2 separate regions of the Mus musculus genome follow, and region 1 is linked to region 2. Evidence: chromatin contacts called from public targeted proximity ligation data. All regions are on one chromosome and are shown on one strand. The core of a region is the stretch at or near the end of the contact, and the rest is flanking DNA. Distances in the headings are between cores, read along the strand shown. Region 1 has its middle 26 kb from the start of Gm32294. Region 2 holds the start of Btaf1 (B-TFIID TATA-box binding protein associated factor 1).

The links.
Region 1: a contact with region 2 is called in a targeted proximity ligation map of pancreatic cancer cells. A contact is called at or near these places in 2 of 39 promoter capture datasets (erythroid cells and liver), 4 of 130 datasets of targeted methods (bone marrow-derived dendritic cells, large pre-B cells, microglia and 1 more) and 1 of 9 other capture datasets (macrophages).

The regions. Positions count from the first base shown.
Region 1 is chr19:37,515,773-37,523,363 of GRCm38.p6, reverse strand. No RefSeq gene overlaps it. Among named protein-coding and RNA genes, the nearest start is that of Gm32294, 26 kb to the right of the region's middle.
Region 2 is chr19:36,919,835-36,927,426 of GRCm38.p6, reverse strand. Btaf1 (B-TFIID TATA-box binding protein associated factor 1) reads right to left here and starts at 1,348. Exons shown (of 38, transcript NM_001080706.1): 1 at 1,026-1,348. The coding sequence starts at 1,039.

The sequences.
Region 1 (7,591 bases), core at 529-3,028, 600 kb before region 2:
GCTCGCTCCTTAGTCTTTCCTCTCAGCAGCCCTGACACCCACCCTCCATGAAATTCCCATTCTATCAAGAAACGTTGGGTTTAAATGGCTTTCCAAAACCAATGTGACACTCTAGTGGATGGCCCCACACCCAGAAGGATAAATTAATAGCACATGATTGAGTTGATGGATTATTAAATTATCAAATAAATAAATATACACACATCTACAAGGACACATATCGAGATGGGAGATTTTGAAGGAGTTAGTAAGAAGCCGAGTGAATATGATCAATATACATTGTAAGAAGCTCTCAAATAGTTAATAAAAACGCATATATTATTTAAGCTAGTGTGAGTGGCAGCATTTGAAGCAACATGATCTTTCCACCAATCAGAAGTCATCTTAAAGGTGAGCCGTGTCCACATGCCCTGACCTGAATTTCACAGAACAAAGATCTTGGAACTATCTCTCCACACCTATAACTAGTCTCTCTTTATAACTAGGCTTACAGTTAATAAATAGCCTTGGAGGTGGAAGTGAAATTTAAGGTTTAAGACTGTGTTTCAGGAGGCAGAGGCAGGAGGATTTCTGAGTTTGAGGCCAGCTTGGTCTACAAAGTGAGTTCCAGGAACAGCCAGGGCTATACAGAGAAACTCTGTATCAAAAAAAAAAAAAAAAAAAAAAAAAGACTGTGTTTCAGGGCTGAGAAATGGCTCATCAGCTAAGAGCATCTACCGCTTGTGTAGAGAGAGAACCCTTAAATTCAATCCTGCAGCTCAGAGTAGCCTCTTATTTCCAGCTCCAGGGGATCCAGTGTCCTCTTCTGGCTTCTGGGAGCACCTGCACTCATGTGCACAACCCTCCACACAAACACTCATGCATACAAACAATTTAAAAAAAAAATAAGTCTAAAAGTCCAAATATAGGTCAATATCACGTTGGCCAAATTCTGATTCCTCAGAAAACCTTCTGGTTCTTTTGCTCTCGCAGTAGAGTAGTAATGGCCTTTGTAGAGATCTGAAGTTTGTGTTGCACAGAAATGTGTCTGGTGGTGATGGTGATGATCATGGTGGTGGTGATGGTGATGATGATGGTGGTGATGATGGTGATGATGATGATGATGGTGATGATGTCATCTCAGTAAATGAAACTGAGCATAGTAACAATGTTTTCATCCTCAGAACCTGGGTGTAATGAACTTTCTCTTTAGTGAACACCTATACGTTTAGTCTCATTACTTTTATACCAAATTTTCTATTCAGTACAAATTATATTGTTAATTGAAAACTCACAAACACTTCTAGATGTGACTAATGCAGGCTAGGTCTTGTCTGCCCCCCCCCCCAAGTCACTAGACAACCAGGCTACGCCTATCCTTCTACTTCCTATCCTAAGGGTGGGTTCAAATCTCAGGTTACCTCAAGATGAAAAACTCCACTGCAGTGGCTGTCTTACAAGAGCAGTTTCTGTAGATGAGGGGAGTTAAAGGAGACAAAATAAGGAGGGAGAGAGAGAGAGAGAGAGAGAGAGAGAGAGAGAGAGAGAGAGAGAGAGAATATAGTCTATGAACCCAAATGTTGGTCAGTGGATCTATAAGGTTGTGGAAACCTATGGAAGTTTCCTTCTGCTGACTTTATTTTCTCAGTAGACAGGAAGCAAGGTCCTTGTAACAATGAGGTGGGAAGAGAAGAAAAATAAAGGTATAAAATAATCCACTCACAACAGAACAACAGATAAGGGCCTAGAGAAATATACAAGGCAAGAGCTGAGAAGCCAGAAGGGCCATAGAGATAAGGGATCCAGAATGAGACCAGATGTCCAGCGCTTGCCCAGAAGCCCTGCATTTGGGAGATGGAGGCAGGAGAGCATAGAGTTTGAAGCTGACCTCACCGACAGGAGACCCTGTCCATGACAGAAAGGAGAGAGACAGAGATAGAGACAGAGACACAGAGAAAGAACAAAAGAACAACAAAATCGAACAAAGCCAGGCCCAGCTTGGCTTTGTGCCATGTTCCAGCTTTGTTCGGCTGTGGGACTAGGGTAGAGAAAGTCTACTTGAACAAAGGCTCCGTCTAGTCCAACAAAATGAGTAGGGTCACGAGGCCAAGGGGGTGACTCGGGCTAGGAGTATCCGTGGGTGACTGCGACATTAGAGCTGAGTCAATGAACGTGCGGTTCTGAAGTTGCAAGTCTGTTAGTGTCCCCCGAACCATCCCTCCCCATACCAAATCTACCCACTTACCGATAGCCTATCAGAGTGAGTTCAAAGTTTATGCAAAAATAAGCATGTTAGCCTTCATCCAAGACTTCCCACTGCTGACCTGAGGGCAAAGCTGTGCTCCTGAACTCCGGACGTTGGTAAACTTCCTGCCATTTCTTAATCCACAAAGTCAAGATTCCAGCGGGCTTCCTGGCATGGCTAAGTGCCAGGCCAGCCAGAATATCCTCATTACCTGTGGAGAACAGGACGTCAGCGCTCTGCAGCCCACAGTGTGGCTTTGCTCTCGAGCCCAGTATCCTGGAAGTTCAGTGGGTAACAAGGCTGAGCCTTCCGGATTGCCTGTATACCCAAGATGGGGATTCTGTCTCCTCTCTCTCTCTCTCTCTCTCTCTCTCTCTCTCTCTCTCTCTCTCTCTCTCTCTGTGTGTGTGTGTGTGTGGTGTGTGTGTGTGTGTGGTGTGTGTGTGTGTGTGTCTTTTTCTTTCCCTCCCTCACTCCTTCACAGAAAACTCAAATTTTTTTCTTTTTTAGTATCTGAATTGATGTCTCTGACCCAGATATTCATAATCTGCCTTCTTCAAAGCATCTGGTCAGGGTTTTTAAACTTTTCTCCTTTTTAGGTAATATGGACCACTGGGTTAATTCATAGTCTTTCAGTCCAGCCTCTTCTTAAGACTCTCCAAGCAATAAATAAAGTACTATAATATCCAGGAACTCTAAACACGTGGAAGCTTGCTTCCTTGACTAAGAGAGATGAATCAGAAAGTAATGTGTTTTGCTTCTGTGAAATGAAAGAGAAATGTTCTTGTGAAGTTTTAAAGTTGTCAAAGACTGTCGAGGTCATTCATACAATCGTTAATAGCCACCCCCCTTCCCAAGCTCAGGTCCTAGAAGTCACTGAATGTGGATGATAAAGACCTGCCTTCAGAGAGCAAACTGCAATCGGGATTCTTTTCTGGGAGTCAAAGGGGAAAAAAAAAGCCTTAATGGGTATTTTCTTCAGTGCAGAGTGATTTGAGTTTAAGCACTAACCTGTCTCTCTAGTATTTGAAGGGATTAACTTCGGAGTTCATTGTGTTGGCTGTCTTTTCAAAGATTAGATAGTTTAGTTAGGCTCCTACCGGCCATGTAAATGTCTCCGCATTTATTGACCGTCTGTAGTCTTTATCAAAGGTGAACACAATCACCGGCTTGTAAACACGGATCCCATTATTTGGGTACTGATAAGATTTACTGAGAGTTAAAAAAAATTTATGATTGTCTAGCCAGTTAAAGACACTAATACAGTACAGAAAAGGACAATAAACACGTATGAATTCAGTCAATGAACTTGCCTTTTTTGTTTGAGGGCTACAATCTGTTTCGCACCTATAGATTGTAGATGTAATTATCTGACCAGCACTCAGTTAAAAACACGCTAGTCTATTTGAACATGTCGTCCACATTTCTACGCTCTTTCAATCACCTGCAGAGGAATTTATGCATCCCCATGAAGACATGTTAAATCTCTCAAGACACAGATAGACAAATTCTTTGGGAACACTGTAGGGATATGCTAAGGGACTCAGATCTGAATTTTATTATTTGTTTGTTTGTTTTGTTTTGTTTTGTTCAGATCAAGACCCTCCTGCATGCTTGGTAAGCACTACATCCCAACTTACAGGTCCACGTTTTAAAATGCTATGATCAAAGTGAAAATTTGGTAGAGGTAGTAAATCAGTGTGTTTGATCCGCAGGGTCAGCATTATGTTGTATTGATTGTGATTTTGGCCATCTCGGCTGGGGGAGATGCAAGAGCTGCCATTCAGCTCCCTTCTCTGACTGACAAACTGGAGAAAATATTCCTTTCTTCTGGACCTCCAAGGCCAGGTTCCAAGGAAACATGGCTTACACAGCCTCACAGTTCAAGCAAAAGCAAGAAGGGCCTTTGTGACAGAAAGTGACAGGAAAATCCCCCTACAACTTCACACATCAGCTCTCTGAGGTCCTTTGCAAATTCCTTCAACCAAGTTTCATTATATAAAGGAATTCCTAGGAATTTTTGTGTGTCCAGCCTCCCACAGCTGATGGTGGGTGGAACATTTGAGATTCATTCTGCTCCTTAACCATTTTACTGAGATATAATTCATATACCTTGGACCTCACCCAATAATAGTGTATGCTTCTGTGGACTTTAACAGATACACAGAGCTGTGCAGCCAATAGCTCATATGCCTTAATTGTCTGCCTATCACCTCCACCCGAAATTAGCAGCCCCTATCTCCAACTAATCAACCACACTCCTACTTTCTGATTTTACTGATTATTCTTATTCCGAAGACTTGATATGAAATGGAATAAAGTATGTCTGTCTCCCTGTGTCTAGCTTCTTTCGTTTGGCATATTATCAAGGCTCATTCATATTGTAGCCTGCAGCAGAATTCATTCTCTTTTATTATCAGGTAGTATTCCATCATATGGATATATCAGGTCCCATTTAGACATTTATCAGTGGATGGGTATTTTGGGAAGATTTAAATTTTTTACTATATTTATATTAGTTATACAGAATCATACCATTTTCATATTCATATACCAAGCGTTTAGACAGTCAGACTACACACACACACACACACACACACACACACACACACACACACATACTCTCCCTCTGCCTCCTCAAAGGCCCTTTCCTCTCCCCAAATAATTAGGATGGATTTTTTGGTTTTGCTTCTGAAACTGGGCTTCATGTACCCAAGGCTGCCTTCTGATGCTGGCCTTGAACTCCTTATTCTCCTGCCTCTACTTTCTGAGTGTTGAAGTTACAAGGGTACACTGCCACATCTGACAACTGGGGTTGATTCCTGACGAATGATATTTCATTAGTTCTTTCCAATGCTCCCAAGAGGAAGGTATATGTGTCTTCACTCTATAGATGGCTATTGAACACGCAGTAGGAGACAGCCCAGGCTGAATCCAAAGCTCTCACAGTCAGTCACCACCTATTATTATAGGCAAACCTTGTCTATAAAAATAGATCCCACCAAACACCAAAGACCCATAGAGTTAACTGCTGCCCCTCCCCCATTGTTCAGGAAATTTAACTGTGAATAAAAAGTATTTTGGTAGTCATGAATGTGATGGAAGGCACACAAGCTTTGGGAAAGACAGTCACCGTCTCTCCACTTAGTAGTTTGTGTAATATAGGGCAAGCTGTTGAATTTCTTCATGTCTCAGTTTCCTGTCCTGTAAAAGTGCAAACAATTCCCATAGTACAAGATTTTCTTGAGGATTAATTGAGGCGGTGATGTGATGTGTCTGACACCTAGTAGGTAGTTACAATGTGGCATTGCTGTTTGCAGTGGAAGTAAGGGTAAGTCTCACATAGACATGCACGGACTCTCTGAGTCTTGGCGTTTGGTGTGCTGCTCTATTTTCTTACATGCACAGGGCACACACACACACCTTCCTCATAGGCAGGAGTCTTCGAAGCCAGCTCTGGGTGTGTGGTGGTGGGAAATCCAGGCAGAACTCTCCAGCGGTGACAGACAGAGATAAGAGGCAGGAACTTAGGCGAGAGGTCAGGGCTAGAGATATGGATTGCAGGGTTATCAGCCTGAAGGTGAAGGTTGATACTGTGACAGTGTTTCAGGCAAAACCAGGCAGAAAATAAAGAAATTAGTCCAAGGTCCAAACCGTGGAAGAGACACAGTTAAAGCCAGGGGAAAGAATATGTAGCAACAGAAAGGAGTGGGAGGGGCCGTGATTGGACAGGAATAGCATCTAATTATGAAAGCCAAGGAGAGAAGATACTGGAGGCAGAGATGAGGTATGGGAGAAAGCTGAAAAGGTAGATTGCAAAAGAAGGCAGACAATGGAGAACTGAGATGAGCCACTCCTGTCACCCCAGGAAGTCCATGGTGGCTTCAATACTTAGTAACCATCCATCCCTTCCACTGGACACTTGGAAAAAGTTTAAGCAGCCCTGCTCTATGTAAGTGCTGTAATAAGTAGCCAGTCCTAAAAATATAGATTTCGGGAAAGTGCATACATTTTAATGGGGTATTAGAATCATTCCAGTGCTATGATTTCAGGTCCCACAATGCCGTTGTCCCATCTGAAGCTGCTATTACCCAACTTTGATAAAAATGTCCTCCCCCCCACCCAGATCACAACAGCCTGAAAATGCCATTAACACTACATTCTTTGGGCTGGAGAAATGGCTCAGTGGTTAGGGGCACTATCCGGTCTTCCAGAGGATCCGAGTTCAATTCCCAGCACCCACATGGCAGCTCACAACTGTCTGTAGCTCCAGTTCCAGGCTATCTTATACAGCTCACATAGACATACGTACAAGCAAAACATTGATGCACATAAAAATAGATAGGTAGGTAGATAGATAGATAGATAGATAGATAGATAGATAGATAGACAGATAGATCTAAAAAAAAATCCATTTTTTTCTAACTTTGTATTTGTCTGGGAGTGGACTTCCTACCAAAACAGCCTATCACCAACGGTTCAATGCAGTGCCAACAAGAGGGGCCACCTGTTGTCTGTTAGGATGGATACTAAAGATACTAGCAAAAACATATAAAAAGCATTATTCTCACAAATTGTTATTTTGGAAAATATATCTATTTTATATTATATTATTATCTATTTTATTTATATCTGTGTTAACATGTAATAATCTTATTGTTACTATTTTAAAACACAGTACATAATACTTTTAAATGAAATGAATTATAATAAATATTTTTAAGTTCTAGATAATATTTTAAAAATAAAATACAGTTTCTGAGCCCACTCACTCCCCTGCCTCAGTCGTCACTACCAAAGATCCGGGTAGGATTTGGTAGCGCTAGAAAGTGTTTGTTTTATTTCAATTTCTTGGTATTACCACGATGGAGTTCTCAGACTGTACTTGGCTCAGACTATGCCGTCTCATGTAGCCCAAGCTGGCCTCAAACTCACTGTATAGCCAAGGATGATTTAAGCTCCTGATCTTCCTTCTGCCCCATCTGCTTGGATTACGGGCTACCATGGCCAGTTTACACGGTACTGGGAATCAAAATCCCAGCTTTGTGCATGCAATGAAAGTCCTTTACAAACCGAGTTTCCTCACCAGCCCTCAGAACTCACTTTGATAGGAGCTTTCTATTCCTGCAGTCCCTACCACATCCTGGATTATAAACGGAAAAGAGAAAGAGAAATGCATTGCTTTAGGGCCTGGGAGGGGGGAGTCCCACTGGTGTCTTATTTTCCCCTGGATACCACCTCTCAGAGCCAGTCGTTCAGCCTCACCAGAAATAAATGCTGTGAGTTTATCCCCCACAGTGTCAAGGTCTCCCCACCTGTCTTGAAGCCTCCATTCTGGCCAATACATTTACCTATGTTTAGAGTCCA
Region 2 (7,592 bases), core at 99-2,598:
CTCCCTTCACTCAGCTCCCATGGGATTCTCCCACACACTATTTCATCAGTTACCTAGGGAGTGTGTGACTTGGGTTACTCCTTCCTTATAAGAGTGTGCATAAAGGAATGTGTTCAACTAATTTCGAAAAATTAGTGAAAGCTGTTTATTTTCGTCATTTATCTCCCTCAGTCCATTTGGTGAAAGGACTCAATTCTCATTATCTCATCATCCCTAAAGGACTTTGGTAACTCTTAATGACTAAACACGGAGAGACCATCCCGACGACTTAAACGTCAGCGGGACACCAAAATCATTTCCAAGTTTTCAACTCATTCTATCATCAGAAGCTACACAAGTTAAATGTTTATACGTCTTTCCATAATTTTCCCAGACTCTTCCACGTGGGCAAAATTTTACAATAATTTAAGATCTGTGATAACGCTTGGGGAAAGATGCTAAAATAGTCATCTGCTTAAGACCACACGCTGATTGACAGAATACTTACTGCTTAACAAAAAGGAGGAATTAGACCTCAAGAAAAAAGTGAGCAAGACTATACCCGTTACGCTGTAAATTTTTTTTAAAATTTAGCATAACCAGATGGTCTCTTAGATAACAGTGTTTCAACCCCCGCCTCCATCGACAGTTACTACCAAGTTTTGCCGTGAAATGGTGGTTTGGGAACAGACTTTGATACTACGAAAGAAAAAGAAAAGAAACTCGCCTAGAAATTCAAAGAGGGAAGAGAAACCAAAGAGGAGCAACGTGGTGAAGAAAAAAGAAAAAAGGAAAAAAGAAAAAAAAAAAAAAGCCAGATCGAACGCGCCGAGTCACATTTAACCAGGAGAAAAAGCGCTTCGTGAGCCGACTTCTCCGGGTAACCCGAGCCCAAAGCGCCTGCCAGCCGAGGGAAGCCTCGGAAGTCTGGGCGAGCGAACGAGAAGCAGCGCTCACGCCCCGCACCGTCGCGCCGGGAGCCGACCGACAGCCTCGCCCGCCCGCCCGCGCGCGCTCCCCGTTAGCTGACGGGCGGCGACACCCACCTGGAGACCGCCATGGCCGGCGCCGGCGGTTCGGAACTCTCAGGGAGCTACACGCCGCGCCGCTCCGGCGTTCGTTTCCCGAGCAGAGCGGCGCAGGCCCAGGCCGCCGGGCGCAGGGCGGCAGGCGGCGCGGCGTGGAGCGGCCCGCACGGGCCTTCCGGCATGTGCCGGCCACCGGAGCTCGTCTCCGCAGCGACCAGGGTCCCACACACGGGCGGAGGCGGCGCCGCTCTGACCCGCACCACTTCAAACCGGGTGCCCCCAGCCCCGCTCTCTGCTGACGCAGACGCCGGCACGCCGGACTTAGCGTCTGCACGCCGGAAGTGACGTCACCGGCACGTTTTCCCCCCCCCCCCATCCCCACTCCCTGCCGGCGAGCGGAATGTAGCAGCGCCCCGCGGCAGTGGGAGCGGGTTGGCAGCGTGGATCGGGAGCCCGGCTCCCAGTCTTTAAGATTAATGGGAGAAACGGAAAGAGGTCTTGATCTTCCAGAGAGCGATAAAGATCACCTAGCTAAAGTTCCGAAAGTTCCAAACCTCGGTCTCTAAGTGCTCTCTCCATCCTGACCCTACTACCCAGCTAGGCGGCTTCCAAACAGGAACAAACTGGAGAAAGGAGACTCCGGCCCAGGTCGCGATGCTGTGGGCGGGATGAAGTCAAGAAGGAAACACTGCCGAGGGCTGGCTAGGGTGGTGCAGGCCTATAATCCTAGCACCTGGGAGGCTGAGGCAGCAGATTGTGAAATTGGGGGTCAGTCTGGGCTACAAAGCAATCTCCGGGCCAAGAATTTGCAGTGTGGTTCCGCGAGGAAGAGGGTGGGAGGAGGCTCAAGTGTGTGTTTACTATTATTTACCATTAAGTTCTGCATAAATGGTGAAGGGACTGCTAATGATTTTGCCTAGGCCTATCACCCTTCTTCCCGTCTTTTCCTCCTTCCGTCCCTCCACTGCCAAACACTCCTCTGTAAACTACCATAGCCTTAGAATTTGTTTTTAATGCCAGTAGTCAAACTAGTATTTCTCTAGTTTCGGCAAGCCCAGTTTATAGGCCACTGACAGATTAATCATCAAAAGCACCTGTCCTGTCGCCCTTCCTTATAAAACATGCCCACTAGCTTCTTGTTACCTATTTAGAAGTTATGTCTCAGGCTTTGAGTCTGCTTGTCATCTGTATGATGAGAAGCACTGTAAAAGGTTGTGGAAGGTGGGGAGGGATGTCATGAACCCAGGAAAGTTCACAAGAACTTGGTGAACTGTAAAATAGATCTGTATAGGAAAAGATGAACTAAGTACTTGCTAAAGTATTGCACAGGTGACTAACATTACCCCTTACATTACAAGGCAAAGCTATAAAGTAGTGTGATGTTTTTCCACGGTGGGGCTAGAAGCCCAGGATTTGGGTTCTATACGAAGTATAGAAGAGTGTTTTGAGCAAGAGAAATGATCTAGTTTACATTTTCTATATGTTTTCCCTAGTATCAAAAAATATAGGTCCAGGGCTGGAGAGATGGCTCAACAGTTAAGAATGCTGGCTGTTCTTCCAGAGGTCCTGAGTTCAATTCCCAGCAACTACATGGTGGCTCACAACCATTTGTAATGGGATCTGATGCTCTCTTCTGGTGTGTCTGAGGAGAGGGACAGTGTACTCATATAAATAAAACTATATATATGTATATATATATATATATATATACACATATATACACACACACATATATATGTATGTATACACACACACACACACATATATATATATATACATATATATATAGTCTAAAGCTTTGAAGAGAGGAAAGGCCTATTGTTATCAACTTGGTTTTTTTCCCCAAAGGCAATAGATTTTTAAAAAATGTGTATGTGTGTAGCTTCTGCCTACAGAGGCCAGGGGGCCAGAGACTATCTAAAATTCCTGGAGCTGAAGTTACAGGTGGTTGGAGCTTCCTGAGAGAATTGAACTCAGGCACTCTGGACCAGTCATGTGCTCTTAACTACTGACTTTGATTTCATTTTGTGTTGGTTTGGTTTTTGTTTTTTAAAGACAGAATTACTCTGTGTAGCCCTGCCTGTCCTGGCACTCCCTCTGTAGACCAACCTGGCCCTGACCTCCTGCCTCTGCCTCGTGTGTGCTGGATTTAAAAGTGTGGTGTGCCACCACCACCACCACCACCCTGGCTGAACTGGCTCATTTTTAAGTCCTTTCTCATAACACATAACAACTATGTGTCCAAAGAACTTTTATAATATCACTAAGTTTCATTTCTACATCTGGGAAGTGAAGAAAATAATGGTGCTGATGGAGTTGGTAGGGACTAGATGGGAACACACAGCACTGAACCAAATGACTGCCGAATAAGCACTCAACCCTACTCATTAAGCCGATGAGTCCAGGGACTGGCTCATGCTAGGCACAGTGCGACTCTGAGCTAAACCTCCATTTCTGATGACTCCTTTTGTTAACAGCATAGCCTTGAACGAGTTACTTAATTTCTGTATCTTAATTCCTCAACTGTGGAGTGGGGAAAATAACACTAGTTCACAATTTTTGACAGTATGGTTGTCTGAAGTTACACATAATGGAATTGAAAAGAAATCTAGTGCATTATAGCACTTATGATACCAGATCCCACCAGCTTCTAGGTCAGTGTTCTATAATGAAATACATTTATAATTCTATGGCATGCTGACTTTGAGAAGCATGGCACTGACTACTAGACCTATACATTTCTTGAGGATCCATGTATATCCCCAGTTTATAGTGGCTGTAGAAACACACTCTGCCTTACTCCCCTGATTTGATACCAGCTCCACTCAGTCCCTGAGCCAGAGCCACCTCTTGAAGTTCTTGGAACCAATGGTCCCTGCCTATAAGACCTCTCAATGCGAGGGAGCTGCCCCCTTACAAAGCCAGGACCTTGGCCAGGCTCAAGTGCTTGACAGATTACCAGAGATTGTGCTTTGGGATCTGTGATGGTGGTTGGAGGGGTTAAGACTAAGGTGCTTGTGCTTAGTAAGGGGTGTGAACGCCCCTCTATTTGGCTACCCAGAGCTAAGGAACATGGGCCTGGCCAGACCCAGTACCTGCAGCCTTGCCATCAGATATTAGAAGGGACAGCAGTGAGTTAGAGGGAACCGCTGGACTGGAGACAGTTCTCCAGGTGGACTCAAAGGCTCTGCCCCACCTTCTCCAAGCCTACAACCTCTTTCTTCCTAAGAGGCAGCTAGAATGCACTTGGGAGAAGAGAGAAGAAGGTCAGTCAGGGCCAGGAAGGAAACTGAAAGGGTAGGAGGACATTAATGGAGGAGAGTAATAAAGCCACTGTATTCACACGTGAAACTCAAACACTCAAGAGCATAGTCTGGGAGAGCTACAGAATAAAAAGGAATGTCGAGAGAAAATTCCACAAACCACCCCCCCCCCCCAGCAGCAGGCTCAGACAAGTGGAACCCAGAACACTTGAAATGTACTCTCAGAGGAGGGAAGAGTTGTTATTCACAGCCCAGGGCTGATGGGGTTGGACCTCCCTTGGAAAGATTTTATTTCTAGTCCTGTGTATGTGTGGCAGTATGTACATGTGAGTACAGGTTCCACCAAGGAGAGAAGAGGGTGACAGTGATGGGCCCCTAGAACTGGAGTTCAGGTGGCTTTGCTGCTAGGAACCCAGTTCTGCTTCTCTGCTAGAGCAGTACAGTAAGCACTCTTCACTCCAGCTATAAAAGGTTACCTTATGCTATTTTGTGGTTTACTTCTTTACTAGTTTTTAATACAGTCTTGCTGTTTCTCAGGCTGACCTGAACCTCACTATGCTGCCCAGTCTAGCCTTGAGTGTGTGCTTCTCCTGCCTCAGCCTTTAGTGTTGGAATTACAGGCATGAGCCACCAGGCTACTCCAGCTCTGCTTCGTTTACCATGCTTTTGAACTTATCTTTTTTATTTATTTGGTTTTTTGAGACAGGGTTTCTCTGTGTAGCCCTGGCTGTCCTGGAACTCACTCTGTAAACCAGGCTGGCCTTGAACTCAGAAATCCGCCTTCCTCTTCCTCCCAAGTGCTGGAATTAAAGTCATGCACTACCACTGCCCGGCTCTTTTGAAGTTATCCTGATTTTTCTGTGTGCCCTTCCCTTTTCTTCTTGATGTTTGTGACATCTGTGGATCTAGCTCATAATTTTAATGTAATTGAGAATAAGGCCACAAGATGTCAGACTTTAGCTGAAAAATCTATCAAGAGCCTTCCAGCCCTTGATAATATCAGAGCATTTGGTGGGCAAGGAGGTGTATCTGTAACTACTTTTGGTACTTTACATGAGAGAATGTTTTTCTGAAATATTTATTTATTTATTTATTTATTTATTTATTTATTTATTTATTTATTTATTTGGTTTTTGAGACAGGGTTTCTCTGTGTAGCCTTGGCTGTCCTGGAACTCACTTTGTAGACCAGGCTGGCCTCGAACTCAGAAATCCACCTGCCTCTGCCTCCTAAGTACTGAGATTAAAGGCGTGCACCACCACCGCCTGGCTTTCTGAGAAATTTAAATACATCTGTGAAATGTATTATGAAACTTTCGTTAAGAGTTCCTGTTTTTTTATCATTAGTGTTCCTTAATGTCATAGGTACCAATATGTTTTTATTAAAAATTTAACTGGTATAGCCAGGCAATGTGGTGCATATCTTTAATCTCAGCACTCTGGAGGCAGAGACAGATATATCTCTGTGAGTTCGAGGCCAGCCTCGTCTACAAATCAAGTTCCAGGACAGCAAGGGCTATTACCCAGAGAACCCTGTCTCAAACATGAAAAAAACAAAACAAAATGGTATAATTAATACCAAAATTAGATAAGGAAATTAAGTGCTGAGAGGTGAAAGGCCTTGAACACACTAAGCAAGTCCTCTACCAGTGAGCAACATTCCTGTTCCCTAGAGAAATAAAAGCTGTAACAAAACAAATCAAAACCACTTTATTATTACTTGTGTATAATGGAGGGGCTTGTATGCACTGATCAGAGATCACAGGACAACCTTGTGAAGCCATTCCTCTCTGCCCTCACATGGGTCTCCCCAGCCTCTTGGCAATATACTCTTTTTTTTTTTTTTTTTTTTAAAGATTTATTTATTATATGTAAGTACACTGTAGCTGTCTTCAGACACACCAGAAGAGGGCATCATATCTCGTTACAGATGGTTGTGAGCCACCATGTGGTTGCTGGGATTTGAACTCTGGACCTTCGGAAGAGCAGTCGGGTGCTCTTACCCACTGAGCCATCTCACCAGCCCCGGCAATATACTCTTAAAGTAAAAAAAGACCACATACTATGGAGCTAAAAGTGAGATGAATATAAAATCCCAAAGCTTAAAAATAACTTTGCTTAAAATACAAGGTCACAGTCAGATACACAATAAACTCAAGATCCAAGAGACCCTGTTTTTAAAAAGGGAGTCTTCTAAGATGGCTCAGCAAATTAGAGACTTGCTGCTAAACCTAACCACCTGAGTTGAATCCTTCAATTCTTGAGACTTGCAAGGTGGGAGGAGATAGTAGACTCCTGAAACTTGTCTTCTGACTTCCTCACGTATACTGTAGCATTTGAGCACACACACCAAGTAAACAATAAACAAATGTAAAATTCTCTTTTTATTTTATAAATGTTATATATATATATATATAAACCTTGGGCTGGCGAGATGGCTCAGCGAGTAAGAACTCTCTTCTGATGGTTCTGAGTTCAAATCCCAGCAACCACATGGTGGCTCACAACCACCCATAATGAGACCTGATGCCCTCTTCTGGCACATCTGAAGACAGCTACAGTGTACTTATATATAATAATAAATAAACCTTAAAAAAAAAACAAAACAAAAAAAATTTGCAGGTGGGTGGCGGTGGTGGCGCTTGCTTTTAATCCCAGCACTCGGGAGGCAGAGGCAGGCGGATTTCTGAGTTCGAGGCCAGCCTGATCTACAAAGTGAGTTCCAGGACAGCCAGGGCTACACAAAGAAACCCTGTCTCGAAAAACCAAAAACAAACAAACAAACAACAGCAAAATTAACCCAACCCAAATTCTATCCTCCTACAGAGGCATACAAAGAACAGATTACTACTTAAACATTACACCACTTGAATTTGTATTACTTTTCTACCACAAAGCAAATCATTCCTTTTAGGACCTTTGAGTTCTGAAAAAATATTTAGAACTAATCTATCATATCCCAAATAGTTAAAAACCAAAATGTCCCTACTTGGATGTACTGATGAAAATACAGAACTGAGTGACATGATAAATAGAAAGACTGAAAATAGTGGGGCCTTTGAGATGACTCAGTAGGCAAAGGCACTTGTCACCCCACCGGGCCCTACAAACTGAGTTGGATCTCTGGGGTACACACACACAGAAGAAATACATGCAATGCAAAACGAAAAAAACCAAAACAAAACAAAAAAAAACCTGCAAATAGCATCTGGTTCTGAATATTATTGTTTCATTTCATCTTTCTTAACTATATATAGACCAGATAAATATGTACAAGTTTCAAAAGGAAAGAAAGTTTTGTTAACATTTGTCTTATTTTCAGC